Regions from separate parts of the Mus musculus genome. Here regions 1 and 2 are each linked to region 3. The links are chromatin contacts, called in public HiChIP or PLAC-seq maps. All regions are on one chromosome and are shown on one strand. Each heading gives the region's core, a stretch centred on a gene start, on an enhancer-like site or on the middle of the called end of the contact. The rest is flanking DNA. Distances are from core to core; before and after follow the strand shown.

Evidence for each region. HiChIP or PLAC-seq counts read pairs in DNA pulled down with a chosen protein or histone mark.
Region 1: a contact with region 3 is called in an H3K4me3 HiChIP or PLAC-seq map of microglia, with 7 times the contacts expected there. The contact joins the enhancer-like site here to the promoter of Il6 in region 3. A contact is called at or near these places in 9 of 39 promoter capture datasets (3T3-L1-derived adipocytes, the HPC-7 cell line, embryonic stem cells and 5 more), 1 of 15 datasets of contacts at CTCF or cohesin (the NIH/3T3 cell line), 18 of 484 Hi-C or Micro-C datasets (B cells, the C2C12 cell line, the HL-1 cell line and 12 more), 11 of 115 datasets of contacts at active chromatin or transcription factors (the HPC-7 cell line, acute myeloid leukemia, astrocytes and 6 more) and 3 of 9 other capture datasets (adipose tissue, liver and macrophages).
Region 2: a CTCF HiChIP or PLAC-seq map of the NIH/3T3 cell line shows a contact between it and region 3, with 15 read pairs. The contact joins the enhancer-like site here to the promoter of Il6 in region 3. A contact is called at or near these places in 7 of 39 promoter capture datasets (the 3T3-L1 cell line, cancer-associated fibroblasts, cranial neural crest and 4 more), 2 of 15 datasets of contacts at CTCF or cohesin (CD8 T cells and the NIH/3T3 cell line), 8 of 484 Hi-C or Micro-C datasets (B cells, adipose-derived mesenchymal stem cells, bone marrow-derived macrophages and 5 more), 12 of 115 datasets of contacts at active chromatin or transcription factors (CD8 T cells, the HPC-7 cell line, the NIH/3T3 cell line and 9 more) and 4 of 9 other capture datasets (adipose tissue, liver, macrophages and 1 more).

Annotation. Positions count from the first base shown.
Region 1 is chr5:29,783,365-29,787,283 of GRCm38.p6, reverse strand. It overlaps a transcript of Dnajb6 not described here. Among named protein-coding and RNA genes, the nearest start is that of Gm5129, 49 kb to the right of the region's middle. Within about 2 kb of position 2,238, at least 6 of the 459 cell types and tissues checked have an H3K27ac peak or open chromatin away from gene starts, as enhancers often do. A contact at or near this core is called in microglia, where this site is marked.
Region 2 is chr5:29,860,014-29,863,905 of GRCm38.p6, reverse strand. No RefSeq gene overlaps it. Among named protein-coding and RNA genes, the nearest start is that of Gm5129, 130 kb to the right of the region's middle. Within about 2 kb of position 2,230, at least 65 of the 459 cell types and tissues checked have an H3K27ac peak or open chromatin away from gene starts, as enhancers often do. A contact at or near this core is called in the NIH/3T3 cell line, adipose tissue, bone marrow-derived macrophages and 4 more, where this site is marked.
Region 3 is chr5:30,011,145-30,014,818 of GRCm38.p6, reverse strand. It overlaps Il6 (interleukin 6), which reads right to left and starts at 1,705. Exons shown (of 5, transcript NM_031168.2): 1 at 1,609-1,705; 2 at 1,259-1,443. The coding sequence starts at 1,627. All of the region lies in intron 1 of A230098N10Rik (a long non-coding RNA gene), which reads left to right.

The DNA.
Region 1 (3,919 bases), core at 989-3,488, 230 kb after region 3:
GCAAACTACTGAACACATAGGGCTGACTGCATGATGCGCCAGACCACGTATGGACCAGCAGCCCTGGCTTTTCTGTGTCTCCTCATCTAAGCACTAGCCTAGGTGCGCACGGCAAGCCCTCAATAGACACTGGTCATTCCTGCTAGCTATCATGTTGAGCAGCGCTCCCCTTGGACCTAAGTTCATCTGGAATGCCAGGCTACCTGAAGACATGCCAAGACTCAGGGTTAGGGTTAGTGTTAGGGTTAAGAGTCAAGGGTAGTCTACTGGCTACACACCTGTGACAGGCCTTAGTTGCTATGGCTGAATAGTAGTGACTCTGTCCTTAAAACCTCTGTTGACCATGACATCAACAGCTAGAGTGGGGTCTGAGTGTCCGAGGAGCCTCTTCTGAAGCGGCCTCTCACACATGCATCCGAATACCTTGCTCTTCAGTACGGCATTCTTGGGCAGGACACTACTGCCACACACTATTGTCATACTCAGGAGGAGGAGCCTCTCCAAGTTCCCAGCATAGTCACTCAGGCTGCTAGTCCAAAAAGCCACACTCACTGGATGACAACTGACCTCTATATGGGACACCAACACATTTCCCCCACCCCCTAAAGTGTCACTTTATCTTCCATAATTGAAAATGTAGGGGCTGGTGAGTTGGCTCAGTGGGTCAAAATGCCACCAAGTCTGACCACCTAAAATGGGCACCCAGAACACACAAGGTAGGTAGGAGAGGATCAACTCCCACAAACTGTCCTCTGACTTCTACCCATGCACCAGAGCACACCCTTGCACATACACACACAAAAATAAATGTATAAAACTGTATTTAAAAAAACAATACAAGACCTGCTTTTATTTTTCATAGTAACAGTGCAACTTACAGACAGGGAATGACCACAAGAGAGCTGGACTCAGTGACGTTTACATTTTATTTACGTCAGTAGCACTAAAATACATTCCTCCTTGAGGGTCACATTTTCACAACACACATTAACACCAATCCATACTCCATAAGTGCCCACACCACCTCCCACCAAAACCAAGCAAACTCAGCAAACACTTTGTGGTCACTTCCTCAAAACCCGGGTGGGTCCTGTCCCGGCTCCTAGCTACGGCAGTGCCCAGAACTCACAACGCTTCCCTTCCCCTTTCCACACCGCGGACCCATCTCAAGCTCACCAACACTGTTCATCGTGTGCTCATTGCCAAGGGGACAAAGTTCGAACAATAGATCCTCATGGCCAAAAGGAAGTGACACTGCCAAGAGACACGTGCAGCCCAGAAGTGAGGTGGCATCAGAATTCCCTGGTGCTCGATGTAAACCACAGGTTAGGTGACAGCGCGGCATGGACTATGGGGTCGAAGCTTGTGAAGGGGCCCTTATGAGCTTCTTGCTTCCTAGCTGATTATTCTGCACGCGCCTCTGTGTGCTGTGTGTTTGTGTTAATAGCCAGTAGCACACTGACCTATCATTACTAGAAATGGTATTGCTAAGCAAAACCTTTTGACTGAAAAAGGACAAATATTTCTCCAAGAAGAAAAGATGAGGTTTCCCAAAAACTAAACTATATTTGGTGTCAATTTTTGACCACCTGGAGAAGATTAAAAGTTGAACAATAAATAAGGAAAGACTCTATCTGAAGTGACTCCTGATAGCCTTAAGTGTTGCCAGAGTACCCTGAATCAAAAGCATCCTGACGCCCATGGCTCAAGGCACAGCTTACTTTACCTCTAAGTTCCGCTGTACTTAAAACTGCGCACTGTACCACCGCCAGGAGGTAGTCTATCATCAACACATACCTAGCTCCCTACTGGACCCTATGGACTCCTACAACTACAAATACCTCAGAGCTCAAAGCAGGGCTTGGGCTGCTGAAAAGAATGAGGCAGACCCTTACAACTCGAGGAAAAAGCTATGGATTTAGTGCTGGGAAAAATCAGAGTTACAAGGCTCAGGCTGTGTCACAAACTTATACCAGCTACCCGGGATTGTTGCCTCTGTCTCCAACACCCTTGGATCCTACCGATCCGTGGGCACACGTCCATAATCCTGCTAAGCCAAGTGACCCTGGGCGACATTTAAAGGATGCCGCTGCCATGCACATGCGCAACACACACACACACACATACACACACACACACAGTGGCTGCCGCGGCTGCCGCCAAGTCCAGCCTAATGGTTCCCTTTGGTCGACTTCTTCTTCTTCAAGTCCTCTTTCTGCTTCTGCTTCTTCCTCTTGCCACCTTCTTTGAGCCCTAAGGAAACATGGCTTATGAAACACTGCACACCAGCAACTGCATCCCCGTGAGATGGGTCACTCACTAGACACTTCCCCGTGCACAAAGCAACAGAACAGTCATTTATGGTGTTCATATCAAAAAGAAAACATGAACTGTTTGGAATAGCATGCTAAAAACTTTCCATATTGCTCCCAGAATGTCACCACCACACAGGGAAGTGTGCAACCCACAGCAAACATCCTACATTTACCCAGCAGCCCAGCCACAGAACCATCTCTGTAGAACAGGCTCCTCAGAGGCCCTACCAAGGCCCTACCTGCAAAATGTACAACCCTGTCACCTACGCAGCCAAGTCAGACACCCACCACAGCTGCCTTCTGAAATGGCAAGTCCATTCTCTCTGGCAGCCCATTTTCTATCTTGAAAAAAAGCCTCTCTAATTTTTCCTGTCATTAAAGCTAACAGATACATGACCTTACCAACCAAGGCCACAGTAAGACTGACAGAGGCTCAGCTCTGGATACTGCCAATAAGCTGATGGGCTTTGCCTTCAGGCCTACAGAAGCTCAGACTCTGGCCACATGCAGTAGGTGGGATGTGGGTCTGGTGCTGAACAAGAGCCACAAAAGAGACCTCAGAACCCCAGCTTCTATACGTGCCCACAGATACCTCAAATTCCCATGGTGAGATCCACCAAAACCTCAACACATGAATTAGTTGCGGGGGTGGGGGAGGGCGGTGAGGAAGGCAGGCCAGCAGCAGGCTTAGATGCAGGCTCTAGCTTTGGGAATGACAAGCCATGCTCTGTGAAAAGGGCAACACTCCACAGCACTACTAGGCAGGGTCAAGTTGAGCAAGAAAGAGGAGGAAAGAAATGTTTGTTTTATTCATGACTCTTCTCATGTTGAATAATTTCTTTTTAATGACTGCGTTGTATGTGGAATCCACAAACAAATGCAAAATGCCACTAATCCCTTTACCAAATGCAGCTCCCTCTTCAGAACAAACTTTAAGGCCACAGAATAGCCTGCAAAAAAATTTTAAAAAGGGGGCAGGGGGGGGGGGGGCCCGGGCTACATATCCTGAACTCATGGCTCAGCAATAAAGAGCTTACCAAGCATGTAGGCAGTCCACAGCACGCACGCACGCACGCACGCACGCACGCACGCACGCACGCAAACACACAGAGCCAGCAACTCAAACTGCATTTAGTTCTCGCCTCATCACCAACACAATATGGAGCATGGCTATGCTGGCTGACCACAGTCCAACTCCTGACAACCCCTGGTGGCTTAAATTGCACAGTAAATCCTTTTCTAGGAAGGGACCTCAGTGAGAATGGTTTTTAGCTAAGAAACTCCACTTGCTGATGGCAAGGAGCCAGGCTGCACCTAGACTGTACCCATCAGCTCCACAGCTGACAGACACTGGGAGCTACAACTGGGATGGCTTGCACCAAAACTGGCCCAAGACTTGTCAATCCAACCAAAACCAATAATAATAGCAAAGCTCCTGAAGGCTGCACTGGGTGAAGTGTGGGAAGCCCGGGACATCTTAGGTCTTCAACAGTGGCTCTCAGAATTTTAAGGTCTGTCTGGACTTGGTCCCCCTGATCCCAACAGCAGACGGCCAGACTTTGCAAAGGCTTCTGTGTTAGCCAGAGGAGGACAGTAGCTTGCTG
Region 2 (3,892 bases), core at 981-3,480, 150 kb after region 3:
GGGTCTTTGAGAAGAAAGAAAAAAGAAAGAAAGAAAGAAAGAAAGAAAGAAAGAAAGAAAGAAAGAAAGAAAGAAAGAAAATCCCAGTTTACACAGGTAGCCAGTTTCCCTAATGTAAATAAATATTCTGACAATGGAGAACTTCCAACAACTAATGTAACCTGCTCAAAAACTTGCTGAACATATAACAATCGGCTCATGCTAGTGATTTCACAGCACCATTGGCCAGGAGAGGGGAAATCATCTTACTTCCAGGCTTGGCTTTGTTATTTATCACACACATGCAACTTGACAAGTCTCACTTTCCTGTAGTACAGTTGTCTCTGCAGCCCAGGTGAAGTAGTAAATACTACTGGTCTCACAGTCAGGCCCACAACCTCTCTTCTTGGAGAACTGTGGCCTCCTTGATGCTCCCTCATGATGCAATATTTAGATTAATGGACTCTACACCCTAGGCTTGAGCTGATTAAATCAAAGCTGATGCAGATGCCCAGGGATGTCTGGACAATAGCAACCACATTTCTCTTTTGATTATTTGAGCAGAGCAACCTAGAGGCTAGGTTTGGAGGAAAGGAAAAGAAAAGAGAATGAGGGAAAGAAGGAAGGAAGGAGTGAATGAAAAGAAGAGAAAGCATCCTTTTATCTGAAGCTGCTATAGTGCTATAATTAAGAGGCAGCCAGCTGCTTCTTATGAGTGTTCTTCCAGCTCAGGCATTCTGAGTGGGGTTACAGTAGAGCTGTAAGGAAAGCAGTAACCACTCCTCCAGGCCTTTTGGAGCTCTGACATTCCATCAGTGGTTCTGTCTGTACCTCAGACCTGCAGCATTGACTCCAAATGAACAGTTAGAAGTGCCACCTTGGACTTTACCACAGACCTGTTCAGTCAGGAGCTCGAAGTTAGACCTAGCAATTTGTGTTTATATATGCTTTCCTGATGACTTTGGTCCTTGCTCAACTTTGACAAAGAATGTCTATATTACTATTCCAAAGTGGTTACTTTTTAAACACGGAAAGCATGTAGAAACTAATGCAGGTTTGTTTTCCTGCTAGCTTATTATATAAAGGCCAAAAAGATATTTTAATTAGTTAAGTATTTATTTTACTTTTCAGAAATAAGATCTAGGAGCTGGAGAGATGGCTCAGTCAGTGAAGTGCTCTCATGGAGGGTATGGAAGCCTGAGCTTGGATTCCCCAGCATTATGGAAACATCAGACACAGCAGTTTGAATCTGCTGAGAGGTAGGAACAGGGAGATCCTAGCCTCATTTGTGAGCTCCAGGTTCAGGGAAACCCCCATCTCAAAAATAAATGGGGAGTAAGTGCGGAAGGCACATGATGTCAGCATCTGGCTTCTGTGTACTTGCTCATGTGCATGTGCGTGCACGCACACATCCATACACACACACACACACACACACACACACACACACACACACGCACGCACTCAAACATGTATGTACAACACATAGAAATAGATAAATATAATATTACTCAAAATACATGACAAATTCCTTTATTTAAAAAATTAGACCAACATTCTAAAGGCTAGCCTAAGTAACAGAAGGCAAGTGTACTGGCTGGTTTTGTGTCAACTTGACACAGCTGGAGTTATCACAGAGAAAGGAGCTTCAGTTGGGGAGATGCCTCCACGAGATCCAGATGTAAGGCATTTTCTCAATTAGTGATCAAGGGGGAAAGGCCCCTTGTGGGTGGGACCATCTCTGGGCTGGTAGTCTTGGTTTTGTAAGAGAGCAGGCTGAGCAAGCCAGGGGAAGCAAGCCAGTAAAGAACATCCCTCCATGGCCTCTGCATCAGCTCCTGCTTTCTGACCTGCTTGAGTTCCAGTCCTGACTTTCTTCAGTGATGAACAGCAGTATGGAAGTGTAAGCCGAATAAACCCTTTCCTCCCCAACTTGCTTCTTGGTCATGATGCTTGTGCCGGAATAGAAACCCTGGCTAAGACAGCAAGTATGAAGACTTAAACATTGCCAGTAAATGGACAGCTGCGGAAAGAAAGTGTGAAGTCTAAGATATTGCCAGTACATGAGCATCCATGAAAATGCAAGCATTTCAGAACACTGCAGCGAGAGAGAACTCAGATCAGAGGGCTCAGAGGCTGAATGGTTTTGAGTGGACAGGATTTCACAAAATGCACCACTAAGGACTGAAGTGACTCATGCTTTCTGGCCCTAGGCTTTCTGGCTTAGTGTCCACTAGAGAATAATTTGCATAACTACACTAAAAAGTGAAACAGGAAACTGACCTCACTTTATCCTGACGTATATCAAAGCATACTTTTCACTGTTGGTTTTGAGTCATTTGATTAAATAGAAATTTTCACTTTAAAATGTTCTAAAGGGGCAGTTCCCATGGAAAGGGCTCAGTGGTAACTTGGTTTTTTGAAACTAACGTGTTATTCTAATTCAAACAGAGCAACCCAGAGGCTGGATTTGGGAGGAAGGGATGATAGGGAAGATAGACCTGAGAGAGAGGAGTTGGCTGCATTGTGCCTTATTTCTTGAGTACAAACCACAGGTTGGATGAAGGGACCTTCACATAAACAAACAGGATTTCCAGGAAGGATTTCTGAGGCACCATGCAGCACCTGAGAGCATCTTCAGCAACAGCCACAACTAGTTCTGTGCAGAAGTGAGAGATAGGCAGTGGAGCAAGGAGAATGAAGGAGTGGGGGAAAGGAACTCTCTTTACACAGAGGTGAAGGAGGGGGCGCATTCCGCTGAGGAGTGACTTTCAGGCTACCAAATGAGTGTAGGTTACTACCACTCCCAGCACTATTTCAGCTGGTGTTCAGTTCAAGTCCTAACTGGCACAGTTAGCATCAGCTCCATGAGGGAGTGCCCAGTCTCACAAGACTATTAATTAAATGTTCCAGGTTGTGCCTGTACTGTCACCAAGGAGCCATAAACTGAAGGTCCCCTCCAGGCTCCACTCAGATTTGGTCAGTTATTAGAACCATTCACAGAACCTGAGGAAACACCTGGTTACCTTCTCTGGATTGTTAGAAAGGAGAGGGGCTGGGTTTGGTGGCATGCCTGGTGGTCCTTAATCCTACGGCTTGGAAGACAGAGACAGGCAGATCTTTGTAAGAATGGGGCCTGCCTGCTTTACGTAGTGAGTTCCAGGGACTACATAATGAAATCCTGTCTCAAAAAAAATTAAATTAAATTTAAATAAAAAAAAAAAGCCAACAACCAGGAAGTAGTAGAATAGCCAAGAGCAAAAGTACGGCCTGAGGTCTGGAAGGATCCAGAGCAGGGGTCTCCTGTCCTGAGAGCTGGCTGGTGCTTCTGCTCCTGTTCCTGAATTTGTTCACCTACCCAGAAGCTCTCTGAACATTGTCTTGTTTGAATGGTGCTTCATTGTGTATGTATCATTATTTATTGAACTGTTGGCCAAACTAACCTCCGGCCTTTCCACAGAGGTTAAGCTGAAATTTTGATCCTCTAGATCAGCTACTGGCAGCCAGCCCCCCTTTTCAGGCAATCTAATAGCCCTTCCTCATTAACGTACAAAGGCCCTCTGTATTTGAGATGTCAAAAAATAGAGAGAAGACCAGATCCGTATTTCTTATTATGAACCATCACATCCAGTGACCAAATATATATCTGTAAATTGGAAAATCAAACATTGGGGGATGGCCATATTTGCAGTGGGCCACTGTACCCATGCTGTGTCCCAGCATAGACCTCTGAAACACAGTGGCTACCATTGTCAGCCTTCAGGCAAATAGATCCTGGGCTTCAATACCAGTTACCTGCTCAGTGACTGGTTATTTACTAAATTAAAATATGAGCCCCACTTTTATCCTCTGGAAAGGGGAGAGGAGCATAACTAAGTTACTTATTAAAACCTACTGTCCCTCTATCAGACCT
Region 3 (3,674 bases), core at 456-2,955:
CCAGAGCAATCACTTAAACACCTCTTACAACAAGCACCACTAGAGGGCCAAGTCATGCTCTTTCATAGCCAGGACACAGAAAAGGGAAGCTATACCTTCTTAGAACCCTACTAAGCAGCCCAATAAATAAAAATGCACCCTTAGGCTCAGTCCCTTGGCTTTAAGCTTGTTACTCTCCTAAGTATTTCCTATGTTTCAATAAAGAATTATTGATGTCCCTCTTATACATTTGTCTCAAGGATTCAACGATAAAAACTGCCCAGCATAGAGTAGGAACTTGGTAAAGGACAGAAATTTTGATGATATCTTGGGGCAAATAAATTTAAGTCACAGAATATTCCATCTGGAAGGGTCTGTGCCATTATCTGTAACTCCATAATTATGCAGATAAAGAGTACTAAATAGTTGAGGATTTTCCCAAGATTACAAAGTTGGTTCTACACACCCAGACCTAGGCTATTAATCTTGTTTGTGATTTTTTTTTTCCTTTCTGTCAAGCAGAGTCAAAATACTTTTCATTTAAAGATGGGAGATATTTTAATCTAGGTAGGGTTGGTTGGGTTTTTTTTTTCTTGTTTGTTTGTTTGTTTGTTGTTGTTGTTTTTTTTTTTTTTTTTTTTTTTTTGAGAAAGGATCTCTCAATGTAGTCTTGGATATCCTGGAACTCAATATGTAGACCAAGCTGGCCTCTAACTCACAGAGATCTTCCTGCGTGTGCCTCCCAAGTGCTGGGAGGCATCCACCACCATGCCCAGCCTAATCTAGGTTGTGTGTGTGTGTGTGTGTGTGTGTGTGTGTTAGCACTTTATTGGGCTCTATACAATATGCATCTTATCTGGGCTGACCCTAGAGCATCCTGATTTCACACACACAGAACTTACTACATTCAGCCAAAAAGCACTTTCTGGTCCTTGTAGACTTCAAGGGATAAATGAAGGCAAAGAGATAAGGAAAAAGGAATAATGAGGGAAAAGGAATCCCCACCTAAGAAGCAATAGCTAAATTGGAACAGAGAATGGCCCACTGTGAATTTTCTAGAAATGCAGTCACATTCTGTATCTTCCAGACAGGAAAGGAACCCCTTCCCAACCTCCACTCAAAACCAGCAAAGAGGTGAGAAAGAGAGAACACAGTCTAGTCTGACCTTTAGCTTCAAATCCTAAGGGCCCTAGATCCCAGCAGAGAATTTCTAATTCAAGAGCAAAGAGAATGAATGGACGCCCACACTGGGTCTTCATCAGTTTCACAGCCTACCCACCTCTTTTCTCATTTCCACGATTTCCCAGAGAACATGTGTAATTAAGCCTCCGACTTGTGAAGTGGTATAGACAGGTCTGTTGGGAGTGGTATCCTCTGTGAAGTCTCCTCTCCGGACTTGTGAAGTAGGGAAGGCCGTGGTTGTCACCAGCATCAGTCCCAAGAAGGCAACTGGATGGAAGTCTCCTGCGTGGAGAAAAGGGAAAACCGGCAAGTGAGCAGATAGCACAGTTGGGCGCCTGCTGCTAGCTGATGGCTGCTGGCCAACCCACAATGCTGGCTCTCTGCCTCACACTCCTCTCTCACAGTCTCAATAGCTCCGCCAGAGGGCAAGGAACTGCCTTCACTTACTTGCAGAGAGGAACTTCATAGCGGTTTCTGGAATTGACTATCGTTCTTGGTGGGCTCCAGAGCAGAATGAGCTACAGACATCCCCAGTCTCATATTTATTAGGAGTCAACTCTCTAATTTTGAGACTCATGGGAAAATCCCACATTTGATAAAAATCTTTGTTGGAGGGTGGGGGTGGGGCCAGAGTGGGTGGGGCTGATTGGAAACCTTATTAAGATTGCACAATGTGACGTCGTTTAGCATCGAAAGAATCACAACTAGGAAGGGGAAAGTGTGCTTAAGTCATCCTTGAGGCTAGCCCTAAGAAGCATGAGCACTCTTCTTTTTTTTCTTTAAAAGTGACTCAGCACTTGAGCATGTCTTGATGGGAAAGAAAACTGAAATTCACAATGTTTTATAAGGAGAAAGAGAAGCTAAAGCTGATGTTATTTAAACGCAGGCACGCGCGCATGACAGACGACACACACATACACACACACACACACACACACACACACACACACACACACACACACATGAATAAGAGGCTAGGATTCTTTTGTATGTCTGTAAGGATCTACAGATGTTCTGACCTGAGTTTTTTCAGATCATACAAAGACACACACTCCCTCTCCCACCCCCAGCACCCAACCTGGACAACAGACAGTAATGTTGCATATTGCTTGTTTTTCCTGTGTCTTGTCAGGACCAGTTGTTTCTAATGGTTTGTTCACCTCCAAATTTTGTGCAGTTGTTTCCAGGAGTTGCCAGGTGGGTAAAGTGGGTGAAGTACAGAAATATCTTCTGTCTGTTGTCAAGCAATCTTGGCTTCCAAGTCCAAGCCTATTCTCTGCATTCTCCCCAGTGGTCTCTTGGCTATCTTCTTAGTTAAGACCTTTAGTCTCTGTGAGAGTTGCCCTTATCTGTTAGTGCTGATCCCACTGCTGCCAGGACACCCCAAAACATTTCCAGGTCATGCAAGGAGGCTTGAAGGTCTGTTGCAGTCCTCATGTTGTTGAAGTTTCTTTGATTCATGGTATATGGAAGATAAAGATATCGAAGAAGGACCTCATTGTATCTTAGCTAGCTTGTGTTTGAAGCTCCCTTCTACTGGATGACAGGATTTGAATCTGAAGGTGGTACGTCTCACTCTGAATAACCCCTCCAATGCTCAAGTCTTCTAGGCTGGGTCAAACTTAAACAGACTTCTTCCCTTTGGTTAGTTTCTTTTTCAGACTAGTTCCTGGTTTTCTGTCCACCTGTCTCCAGATATCTAGCTAGCATTCAGAATGATTCCAGGCTGAAAGTAGGCTCTGTACATAAAATCCAAAACCATTTACAAAACACACTCTCAGGATCACAATCAGCTTCTTCACTCTGCAGATTGCCTTAAGATTCTTGTTTTCTTATGCTCCCATGTTTAATAGTTCAAGAATTATATATCACTAGCATAGTTTCTCCTAGAATTCAATGTGAAGAAAAAAATTACACTAAAATAAAGAGAACAGCTTTATATCTAGCAGATTAATTTATATTGAGAATGCAAAAGGAGAATATAAGTACACTCTAAAGAATGTAACCCAGTGTAAACACACAGGCGATTAGAGTAGATTAAAATGAAAAGCCGGTTGATTCTTGTGAAGAAATCAGAAGGGGAATAAACTAGGAAGAAAGTTAAAACATGGGTGGACTTAGTGTACATACTAGGTCAGCCTATTGAAAGAAGTGAGTCCACCATTCTTTCACCGTGTGAAGCCCTGGTCTTCACAAAGGGACTAGGGGATTTTAGGTGAAAATGAAAATGGGGAGAGGAAGCAGGATGGTTTTACTTTTAGTGCCCTTGAGCCTTAAAAAGGCAGCTGAAACAGCCTGGAGCTCAGTCTGTGTCCAGCAATGAAGGAAGCCATTTCCCCTATTCCCTGCCGTGTGCTTTCTCAGGCCTCTGTTAGTACAGAGTTTCTTTTCTCCGCTTAACAATTTTTTTAAATTACTGAATAAACTTAAGATTGTTACACTTACTACAACATTCAGATTTCTGTTTTTAGTTTTTTAAAAAAGGTGCTTTTTAAGTCGGGAGCATACATCCA